Linked DNA regions of Mus musculus: all the other regions are linked to region 2. Evidence: chromatin contacts called from public Hi-C and HiChIP or PLAC-seq data. All regions are on one chromosome and are shown on one strand. The core of a region is the stretch at or near the end of the contact, and the rest is flanking DNA. Distances in the headings are between cores, read along the strand shown.

The links. A called contact is a pair of places that touch in the nucleus more often than the background predicts. HiChIP or PLAC-seq counts read pairs in DNA pulled down with a chosen protein or histone mark.
Region 1: a contact with region 2 is called in a Hi-C map of regulatory T cells, with 11 times the contacts expected there. The contact joins the promoter of Poc1a here to the promoter of Pik3r4 in region 2. A contact is called at or near these places in 2 of 39 promoter capture datasets (liver and pre-B cells), 5 of 484 Hi-C or Micro-C datasets (CD4 T cells, CD8 T cells, embryonic stem cells and 1 more) and 2 of 115 datasets of contacts at active chromatin or transcription factors (embryonic stem cells and large pre-B cells).
Region 3: an H3K4me3 HiChIP or PLAC-seq map of craniofacial prominence shows a contact between it and region 2, with 4 times the contacts expected there. The contact joins the promoter of Tlr9 here to the promoter of Pik3r4 in region 2. A contact is called at or near these places in 3 of 39 promoter capture datasets (hippocampal neurons, liver and pre-B cells), 1 of 484 Hi-C or Micro-C datasets (CD4 T cells), 3 of 115 datasets of contacts at active chromatin or transcription factors (craniofacial prominence, embryonic stem cells and thymic regulatory T cells) and 1 of 9 other capture datasets (adipose tissue).

What each region holds. Positions count from the first base shown.
Region 1 is chr9:106,279,449-106,283,396 of GRCm38.p6, reverse strand. It overlaps Poc1a (POC1 centriolar protein A), which reads right to left and starts at 2,336. Exons shown (of 11, transcript NM_027354.2): 1 at 1,941-2,336; 2 at 461-545. The coding sequence starts at 1,958.
Region 2 is chr9:105,641,481-105,645,009 of GRCm38.p6, reverse strand. It overlaps Pik3r4 (phosphoinositide-3-kinase regulatory subunit 4), which reads right to left and starts at 2,015. Exons shown (of 20, transcript NM_001081309.1): 1 at 1,620-2,015; 2 at 41-814. The coding sequence starts at 773.
Region 3 is chr9:106,221,241-106,224,723 of GRCm38.p6, reverse strand. Tlr9 (toll-like receptor 9) reads right to left here and starts at 2,126. Exons shown (of 2, transcript NM_031178.2): 1 at 2,018-2,126; 2 at 1-1,209. The coding sequence starts at 2,020.

The DNA.
Region 1 (3,948 bases), core at 1,087-3,586, 640 kb before region 2:
TGCTGGGATTAAAGCTACATGCCACCATGCCTGGCCCTAGTTTCTCTCTTCAAGACTGCATTACCAGCATGCACAGAGCCTGCATGGCTCTGTACCCAGGTCCTCTGCGGTACATACTATAGATTCCAATTTAATGTCATTATGGGATTCCTGAGTGTGTACACAAGTATGTCTCTAATACTTTTTCTAAAATGTGCATTTGGTGTTTTTCCTGCAAGTATCTCTGTGTGGGGGCGTCAGGCCCCTTGGGACTGGAGCTATAGACAGTTGTCATTATACTCTTCACATGCAAAAGGAGCTTATGGAGCCTACTGAGCCCAGCATCCAGAAGGCTGGCAGCTAGAAGCAAAGCCAAGGCTAGAAAGAGCAGCATGTCCTTGCTGTATCTGGCATCCCCACACCACGTCTCCCAGTGAGAAACTCAGCCGTCTCAGTTTAGAATCCTGAGGCCTTCTCTTACCCAAGTGCTTGGTGTTGAGACTGAAGTCCACACAGGTGACTGCATCTCGGTGGCCCTTAAAATGTCTCTCCAGTGAGGGGTCCTCCTGGAAAAAAAAAAAAAAAAAAAAAGCAAGGTCAAATGGTTATAACGAGATAACAGGTCCTCCCTGGAACTAAGACTCTTCCTATAACCAGGAGACGTTAAAAGCACTCAAATCATGATCTCGTATGTTGAAAATTCTAAGGAATCCACTATAAACTGCTAGGACAAATGAGTACAGCAAGGAAGGGTTCACGATCAGCAAACACACAACCACACAAACGATCAGACGAATCAATAAATCCACAACAAACAGATCAAATATGGGCCCAGTGTGGGGAACAAACACCTTTAATCCCAGCACTTGGGAGGCAGAGGCAGGTGGAACTGTGAGTTCAAGGCCAGCCTGGTCCACACAGTAAATTCCAAGAGAGCCAAGACCATAGTAAGTTATCTCCCTCCACCTCAAACACCAAAAATTAAAAACAAAACAAGCAAACAACAACAACAAAAAAAACAAAACGACAAAACACACACACACACACACAACCAAACCACCTGAAGAGCTCCAAGGAACCCAGCTTGGGAAAGGATATTTCTATGATACAGCGAAGCCATTGCTATTCCACAAAGCTCTACCCCAAACAAAGGTGAGGCCCAGTGCCCAGCTCCACCCCCAAGCACACCTGCAGGTTCACGCCTTTTAACAGATGGCCTGGTAGTTCAGGGGTAAGAATCAACTAAGGAGCAAGGGCTCATTCCCTCTCCTGTCCTCACCAGAGCCTCTCAGAAACACAAGGGTGAGGAAGTGTCCATCCTAGGCTCAGTGGGCAGAAGCAGATTCAGGTCTGACTCCATCAGTGACACCCCTTCCCAATGCCTTCTTCCCTGAACAGTTTCCCCTAAAATCTGCGTGGAGCTAAATGTAAACAGAATATCAAATCGGCACTCAAAAGTCTGGTTTCTATTTCTACCCAAGTCTTCTCAGGTGCATCAGGTACCACCTGGCCCTGTGGAAGCAAATTCTTATTTAAAGGACCAATTTGAAGTCCTTTTCTGGAGTGGGGGGAGGGGTCAGAATCGAGCCCTGGACACACTGCAGGCTTCCGCTATCCCAGGCATCCCGATGGCCTACTGCTTCTACTTGTTGGAAAAGGATGTCACCTCCAAAAAAGACCTGTTGCTCACAAGAGGCCAAGCTTACGAGGCTCGCCCCAGGCCACGACAAGGGTCGGGCCTTGATGGTGTCTTCCTCAATACGCCGTACATTCCAGAGGCAGAGACTTATTTCTTCGTCCTGGTGGTCTAACATCTAGCCTGGCACCTGGGGTGCTAAGTCAATGCCCGGATCCACCCCGTAACCTTGGATGAGGAGGTCACCCTAGAACCCCGCGTCACCATCCGCCTCTCTCGCGGCCATTGTTCCAACCAGTCAGGTGCTCACTATCCAGGGACTTACCTGGCTGGGAGCAGCCATAGCGGGGCTAGCGGGCTGGTAGGACCAGCTGTGCCCCAAGTGCCAGAGATAGCTGGGTCGGCAGTTGTGCCAGTTCAGTTTCCGCGCCCCCAATCGCCACCAATAGCAACGCCGGTGGCGTCGCCGCGTCCCGCCCACCGCAATTAAAGGAGAAGCGCCCTAGGTTTTTGTCCGCCGACCGGAAGTCGGGTCGTTCGATAGGCGTCAAGCTCTTGTCCTCCCGCTCTTCCAGATGAGGTGACCCGCCGAGCAGCCAAAAGCCTCAGTTCGCTGTCACACTTTCCTCCTAAGAACTTAAAAAAAAAAATCTTAGATGAAGGTTTCGGCCCTTCAGCTCTAGCTCAGGTAACGGAGCGCGCAGCCATCGGGGAAATGAAGTTCTACATAGCACTTATACCCCACAGTCTTAATAAAGGTAGAACTACATTTACCGAGATGCTCCGGGGCGGGCGGAGTTTTACCATTATGAGTGACAGGCTTAAGTATCCCGGAAGGAGGATACTGACTGGCCTTGCTCTTGGCTTAAAACGTCCGATCAAGGCGCCATGGAGAACCAGGTTATTAGCGCCTTGGGACCCCAGAATGGTTCGTTCCTGCGAATACTCCTAAGTGTCTATTTAAAAAAAAAAAAAATGGAGTCATTCAAGAGTCAGAACCATGGTGCAGAAAGACATATGTTCAATTCTTAATTCTCTACTGGGTGACCTCAGGAAAAATGCGTCTACTCCGAGGGCCTGCCTCCGCGTTTGTCTTAAGAGGGGATGTGACTGCGGCCCGTCTTGCTCGGAACTCTTTAGCCTTAAGAAGGCTTTGGGTCGTAGCCTGACCTTAGCTCCAAAAAAAAAAAAAAGGTGAAAGAAGCAATCGTCGGGCGGAACCACCAGAGGCCGTCCTTTTCCACCTTCTGCAATGAAAGCAGCCGAAGCCCAGAGTGACCTGTGCATCTGACCTGAACTGGATGTTTTGTAAGATTCAAGAACCTTCCATCCATCATCTCTCCTGGGCCGGCCAACTTGTCCATACTCAAAACACTAATTAGGATCTGGCTGTGTCCTGAGGTTTCTTACCACATGCCTAGGCTTGAAACTGTGTCCCTAAATCTGCAGGGACAGTAAACTCAGAAACTGGCGTGTGGGGGAGTGTATTTGGACCTAAAAGAATGATTCATTGGTTCAGAGTGTATATGGTTCTCCCAGAGGACGAAAGTTCTATTCCCAGCTCCCATGTCAGATGGTTTACAACTGCCTGGAACTCCAGTTCTGAGGCAGTTCAACACCTCTTGTCTCCTGAGGCACACACACACACACCATTAAAAATAATTCTTTTAGTGTTTTGATGAGAGATACAGGATCTATATCTGATCCTATTTTAACTATGTTGGCATAGAATTGGTACCTTGACATTAGAAATGTTTAAGCTAATTTAACATAGGCAAGGTGAAAGTCTCAAGACAAAAATAGGTGCTCACAAATTCCCAGCCTTCCCATAAACAGTTTTCAGTTTTTCTCTTGTCAATAAGTGTGTCACGAGCACCCCATGCCAGAAACATGATGGTCACGTTTGTATATTCCTACAATGTCAAAATGAATTGCCTCTCAGGAAATTCCCAAGCTGTAGCAGTTTGCTGCTTTTCCAGATAAGGTCTCTCTATGTGGTCCTAGCGTTCCTTCCTCTGGCAGCCACAGACTTTTTATTTTTACTTTTTTAGGAATGTCATATGTAGGAATGTTTTGCCTACCTGTATGTATATGTACCATACTTATGTCTGATGTCTTATGAAGACGCCGGATCCCCTGGAACTGGCGTTGCAAACAGTTGTGAGCTGTCACGTGGGTGCTGGGTCTGAAACCCAGTCCCAAGTAACCTTAAACCAGCCCCACTAATCTTTTTCTGTTGCCTTGCTTTTTTTCTTTTCTTTCTTTTTTTTAAGAATATTGTGGGGTAGCCACCAGAGGAGACTGCTAAGACACGGATTTAAGCCAATAAAAAG
Region 2 (3,529 bases), core at 766-3,265:
AAAAAATATGCAAGTTAGCTGATCTGACTGACTCACACACCTGCCGAAAAGATGTCCATGGCTCTCTTCAGCTCTCCCCGCGCTCTCTGATTGCTATTCAGGTCGACAAGCGGGGTTGAGGGGTCTCTCATGTACTCTAACTCGGTGGCGAACATCCCACCGTCAACGAAGCGCTCGGGAGCTATGTAGCATGTCCTCCTTCTCGAGGTGTCAAAGAAATAGTTGAAATCCGCTGGGTTGTCCTCGGGAAGATACGTGGGCTTAAAACTGGCGAAGTCGGTTAGGAGGACCCAGTTCCAACTGGTGACCATCACATTCTCTGTCTTGATGTCTCCGTGGCGGACTCCAGATTTGTGCGCTTGGTCCACGGCCGTCAGGATCTGGAAGGCGATCCAGCGCTTCTCGATGTTGTTTAGGAACGGGCGGGTACTGATGCGATCGTAGAGGTTGTCTCTCACATACTGCCGGAACAGCATGGCTGCTTTCTCAGACGCCTTTTCTGCTGCTTTCTGGAAGGGGAGGCAGTTCTGGGCGGAGTGGAGCCTGATTTTCAGTTCCTCCAGCTCCTGTTTATAACTAGTTAAGGGTAACGTGGGATCCTGAATTGCAAAGACCTTCACAACCACCAGGCCTTCCCGGTGCTTGGCTCGAGCGACTTTAAAAAACCGAGTGCTTCCCAGGCTCTTATCATACTCAAAGTCATGGATGTCTGAGAAATAACTCTCTACAGACAGGATCTGGGAAGGAGCGATGCCAGCCAGCTGATTTCCCATAATGCCCAGCACCTCTGGGACAGCAGCTTAACACAGAACACCTGGGTAAAAGGATGTCGAGCAGGAGAGAGATTAAAATGGAGAGAAACAAAGAAACAGTGAAATCGCCATTATTTGGCCTTTTCCTAAAAGACATCTGTACCTTTACCTACTATGTGTGTGAATGTGAGTCCCAGATCTGTCTCAAATTCAGAAAAAATTATCTAAGTAGATTTTATTACTTTTATCTAAAAATATGGTGCTACGTCATGTCATTCTTTCCAGCCGCTAAACTGTTTAATTACATACATGCCTTCAACATTTTATTTTAGAGATAAGGTCTGTGTAGCCCAGGCTTGGCATGGAACTCTCTATGTAGCCCGAGAAGTGAGTTTGAACTCCAGATCCTCTAGCCTCCACCTCGTAAGGGCTGAGATCCCACTATGCACAACGTAGTCCCTTCAACATTAAGCTAAAAATGTTAAAAACATGCATTCACTGTGTGATACTATTAAAGTCGTAAAAGTACCGTATGCCTCGGTCCTTGTCCGGGAAAACTAGTTTACTTGCAAGTAAGAAACACGCTAAACGCTTAAAAGAACGAATCACATGATACAAACGGATCATTTTAAGTCCTGGGAGGATCAATCAGATCTATAGAATTAGCATCAACTGGGCCTTGCATCCTCGCAGTGATGTCTCCCTCCTCCTAAACCAAGGCAAACTCCTCCAGTTTGCAACAAGAAACCCCGCCAGAAACATTCAAGAAAAGTAAGCCGAAATGCACACTGCCCCAAGTTACCTAACCCCACATTTTGCAGGAACTGTCTCCCTACCCCATAGTTGAGCACTCAGGAAAACATTTACCCCAGGCCTCTGGCAACTCAAAAGTCGCTGAAAGATCCCAGGGAGGTCTTGGCAGAGCTCCGAGGGGCTTGGGCGTGAACGGAAGCCGGCCAGGAGAATGTTTTCTGTGAGGGGTCTTCTTTCAGACACGGGACCGGGGTAGTTGGGGCAGGAGCGCAGACACGTCCGAGATCTAGAGCTGGGGGTGAACAACTGGGAGAGCAAACACACTCGGGACTCCGGACACCCAGCAGCCTCGCTGCCGGCTCCTCCCCTGCCGCCCTGGGCCCCCGCGGGTTCGAGTCCCCGGATCCCAGGGCCTTTGCAGCAGCCCTGGACAGGGACAGGGACAGGGACAGTGCCCGTCCAGGAAGACGACTTCACCTGCGGCAAACGCTGAACTCCCGGGAAAGCCTCCGGGTTGACCTCACTTCCTGTTGAGATCGGAAGTGACGGACGGAGGCTTGAGGAAGCGTTCAGTAGGAAGCCGGTTGCTAGGAAACAAGGGAAGGAAGCGTGGCCTCGCTGCCTCAAGCAGGAGGTGCTTTTCTTCACTAACTCTGTGACCAATGGCTCTAAGTAAACTTACCCACGTACTTAGAAAACCTAGCTCCCCCACTAAGTTGGATTTCAACTTTATTGAGTGAGAAGCTATGTGTCATAAAGTTCGTCGGTTTAAAAAGTGCACAATTGGGGTGACACGAACCTTTAATCTCATTACTCAGGAGAGGTAGATGGATTTGTTAGAGGCTAGCCTGTCTATAAAGAGAGATCCTCTCTCCAAAAAAAAATGTATGTATGTATGTATGCATGCATGCATATTTTGTATGTACACACACAAGTTATCTCGGTATGGCAGAGCCAAAGCTGTCATGGCTTCACAGCAGGAGTAAATCTTACAGTGAACCTACACAACACCTGGCATTTTAAGTCAACCATTGGTTGGGGAAGTGTATGCACCCTACCTCTCTGTGATAAAGACTTGGCTTCTAATGTATTCTAGGAGAGAAACCACTTTCTTCAATTGACTCCCTACTGAGTGCCCACCAGACTCCAATGGATAGCCCCAAACTCACTGCCTAAACTCAGTGAGTCTTGGAAAAAAAATATTTGAAAGTGCTGGTTAATTAGGGGTGGGGGTATTACAGTAATCACATTATACATGTATAAGATTGTCAAAAAATCAAGTTAAAACCATTTTTCAAAGTGTCAAGATTGGCTGGTTTTAATTCTTTATTCATTCTATTTTTGAAAGCAAGGTCTCGTTCTGTATTTCAGGCTAGCTGAAATACATCCCCCTGCCCCAACTTACTGGGTGCTGGAATTACCTGGGTGCATCATGGTAAAAAGAATGGGTCTTTGCTGGAGTTGTGTTCTAATTTTCTTGCTTTTGCTACTGTGCTGGTTCGAATGAGAATGGCTCCCAAAGGGTTGTATATTTGAATATCTAGTCCCTAGTGGGTGGGCTATTTAGAGGACTAGAAGGTGTGGCTTTATTGGGGGAGGTGTGTCACTGGCTTTGAGGTTTAAAAAGCCTAGGCCAGGCCCAGTGTCCCTCTCTTGCTGCTGCCTGTTGACCAGGCTGTAACTCTCAGCTCCTGCCTGCCAGCTGCGATGATTGATCCCTGCCACGGTGATCTTTGACTAACCCTCTGAAACCTTAAACTGTAGCCTCCCATAAGCCTGAAGCAGGCTAAGCCAGAACTTGATCTTGCTGCCACTAAGGAGATTATCTAGGGTGGAGCCTAGAGCACTCTATTGTTCTGCCACTGCCGCTGTTCCCCTTCAAGATACTGCTACCTGCTGAGAGGCCCCAGAACTATTCTAGAGACTACACCCTATTCTGCATGTCATCACCTGCGGCTGGTTCCAGGCTCCAAGGATGAATTGGCGGGAATGGACTTCCCCGCCCCCTCTTTTATAAAGCATGT
Region 3 (3,483 bases), core at 877-3,376, 580 kb before region 2:
GTTGATGAAGTTCATTTGAAGATGCAGAGTGTGGAGTTTGGGCAGATCGGCCAGCCATCTGAGCGTGTACTTGTTGAGCAAGCGGAAGAAGATGCCGTTCATGTTCAGCTCCTGCAGTGACACCAGGTTCTTAAAGGAACTTGCCAGGTGGAGGCGGGCAAAGGATACCTTCTTGCGGTAATTGAAGGACAGGTTGAGCTTGCGCAGGCGGGTTAGGTTCTGAAAGGCATTGGTGTGGGTGATGCTTTCATAGAGAAAGTTCTCGCTTAGGTCCAGCACCGAGAGGTTGACCAGACCTTGGAACCAGGAAGAGTTCAGTGTATGGAGAGAGCTGTCCTTCAGCACCAGGCCTTCCAGATGGCTCAGGTGATGGAAGGTCTCAGGGTGCAGGTGGAGGGACTTTTGGCCACATTCTATACAGGGATTGGGGGCATGGTCACAGCGACGGCAATTCCCACCCACATCAAGTACTCGAAGGGAGGTCAGATTGGCCAGGTCTTCAGGCCCCAGCTTGACAATGAGGTTATAGGACACCAGGAGGTACTCCAGGCTGGGGGGCAGTTGGCGGGGCACCTTTGTGAGGTTGTTATACTTCAGAGACAGATGGGTGAGATTGCTCAGGCCCAGGAGGGCGCCTGGGGTCACCTTCACCGCTCCTGTGCAGGGGTTCTTGTAGTAGCAGTTCCCGTCCATGAAGAGAACGCGCAGGCTGTATAGGCCGGCGAGGCTGTTAGCATCTAGAACCAGGATGTTGGTGTGGCTCAGGCTCAGATTCACCAGGGAGCTGGGCAGTCGGGGCACAGTGGTGATACCATTATAGCTCAAGTTCAGCTCCTCCAGTGTACGCATAGCCAGGAAGGTTCTGGGCTCAATGGTCATGTGGCAAGAGAAGTGCAGGGGGCTAAGGCCAGTGGGTGGACAGTTCCACTTGAGGTTCAGCTGCCGCAGGTTGGACAGGTGGACGAAGTCAGAGTTGTGCAGGTGGTGGATACGGTTGGAGATCAAGGAGAGGCGGGTGATGTTGGAGCAGGATGCTGCCGCAGAGAAACGGGGTACAGACTTCAGGAACAGCCAATTGCAGTCCACCAGGCCATGAGGCTTCAGCTCACAGGGTAGGAAGGCAGGCAGGGTACCCAGGGCCAGAGTCTCAGCCAGCACTGCAGCCTGTACCAGGAGGGACAAGGGGTGCAGAGTCCTTCGACGGAGAACCTGTGAGAGCCAGGGCTAAATGAGCAAGTGTCTACTGTCATTGTACACTCTTCTACCCTCTCCTCCACACTGGGACTTTCTTCAGGGCTTCCAAGTCGTCTTCAAGTGTTTCCCCACTGCCCCAACAACCAGCCTCCTTCTAGCTACTCAGATCCACCATTTGGGTTTAGGCACAGCCGCTCAGAGCAAGGACACAGAACCAGGACTAGGCTGGAATCCAGGCCCCAGACTTGGAGCTTTTGCTCAGAACACAACCCGTAGCAGAGCCGAGACAGCCTCCAGCAGGCCTACTGGGGCTCTCCCACTTTCTCTTCCTCTCCTCTGGGGCCTCAGCTTTTTCCTCCTGACCACAGCAGCTGCCTGAGATCTGTACCTCCACCCCACCCCCCTGAAGCCTTGCTCCACTAGCCTCCTGGATTCTCCTTGACCAAAATGCAGGGAAGACTGAACCCTTACTGAGGTATAGGTTGGGTTCCATCTAGGCTTTGACGGCACTTGCTGGCTCTTGTTAGCCCCCATCTGACTCCCCAGTCTGACTTGAGAACCCTCAACCTGCCGAGAGGTCGAAGACTCGGAATGAGCAGTGGGTGGCAGGTCTGCAGGCCAAGTGCTACCATTAACCGAAGTCTGGGGCTTTAGCCTCCCCATCCACCCAGCAGGTTCAACTCTCTGCTCAGGGGATGGCTTTTGCTCCAATTCCCTTAGGGTTCCATGAGTGTCCCAAGGGCACAAAGTGGACAGTCCTTTCCATTGCTGTCCCTTCCCATGGTGCCCCTCCCCCCAGGGGGGCTAAGAACTGGGGTCCTACCATGTTGGGAGATGGAGGATTCTCCCGAGGCTCCCTCTGACAAACTGGGCGGCAGAGAATGATGTTCCACACCAGGGTCTCTCAGAGAATTGAGGAAGTGACACTTTCACTACAGCTTAGTAGCTACTTTGTCCCTACCCTGAAAGAGCAGGTGGTACAATGAGTCACACATCATTTGCATAGTCAGATGGCAGACAGATAACCCCCTCAACCCCTTCCTCTTTCCACTCTCCTCCCCACCCCACAATCAGCCAAAGGGTATCACATATGCCCCCCACCCCCCAAAGAGCTGTGGGAAGGAACCAAAACCCAGACTCCAGCCCAAGGTCAATGAGAAACCAGATTTTAATAGCACCAGAGCTAGGCAGAGCACTGACCCTCGTGAGGAGGGTGTCACCTCACTCTCATGCCTCAGTGCCTGTCTCATGGGTGCTCTCGGGACAGTGGCTCTCTCACCTACTCTATCCCCAGAACTCTATGGAGAGCATCTGTGAGCCAGAGGCTGGAGCCAACATCTGCTTTCCTACTACGGCAGCCTTCACATCTCTTCCAGCAATAGTATCTCCCACTCTGCATCTCCACTTCCCGAAACGCCCAGTCAGACTCCAGACCCCAGAGCACAGCAAGCTGCTGGAGCTTCTGAGGTAGGCTGCGGCTGGTCCAGCCAAGATTCTGGCTGATCTTGCTGTCATGTGACACTGTTCCTGGGGAGATGTGAGCAAGTGTGTACTCACCCAAGTGACAGACCAATGACAGACCAAAACCGAGGTACCACTGACGTCCAAGTTGGTTTACCAATGAATTTTATTGGAGTTACTGGTTGAAGTATGGATGAGGGGTTACTAAAAGGAGCAGAGATGACTCAAAGACAGCTGTATCACCAAAGCATAGGTCATGGATACTACAGAAGCTAGAAATGGAGAGCTCATGGCACAATGTATTGACAGCTCAACCTGGGGCATTGTGGGAAGTGGGGATGCAGAGTGGGAGACACTATCCCAGTTGGACAGTGAATTGTCCAGGCAAGACAGTTGGTCTGAGCCTTTTTCAGGCAGCTCAGCTGGTCTCTGCTTCTTTCAAGCTCCTCTGTGCACCTCCCTTTGTCTGAGCGTGCTTCTTAGCAGTCTCCACTGTCCATATAAGCTTAGGGAGGACCAATTGCATCTGGTCACTTTCAGGAACTTCCTGAAGCTTTTTTTCAGTTGTTTATATCCTGAGGTGTTTTTGTTTGTTTATTTGTTTCCTCAAGACTAAGTTTCTAGCCCTGGCTGTTCTGTAACTCATTCTGTAGCCTGCCTCTTGTCTCTTGCGTGCTGTGATCAAAGGTGTATGCCACACCACCCTATCTCCCTGGGGGATGGAATGGTTCACCGGTTGGAAGCACAGCCAGGAGGTCCTTGTGCCTACAGAGATCGCCAGAGGAACCAAGAACGTTAAGCACACTGGGTTGTCTTTCTCATGGGAAA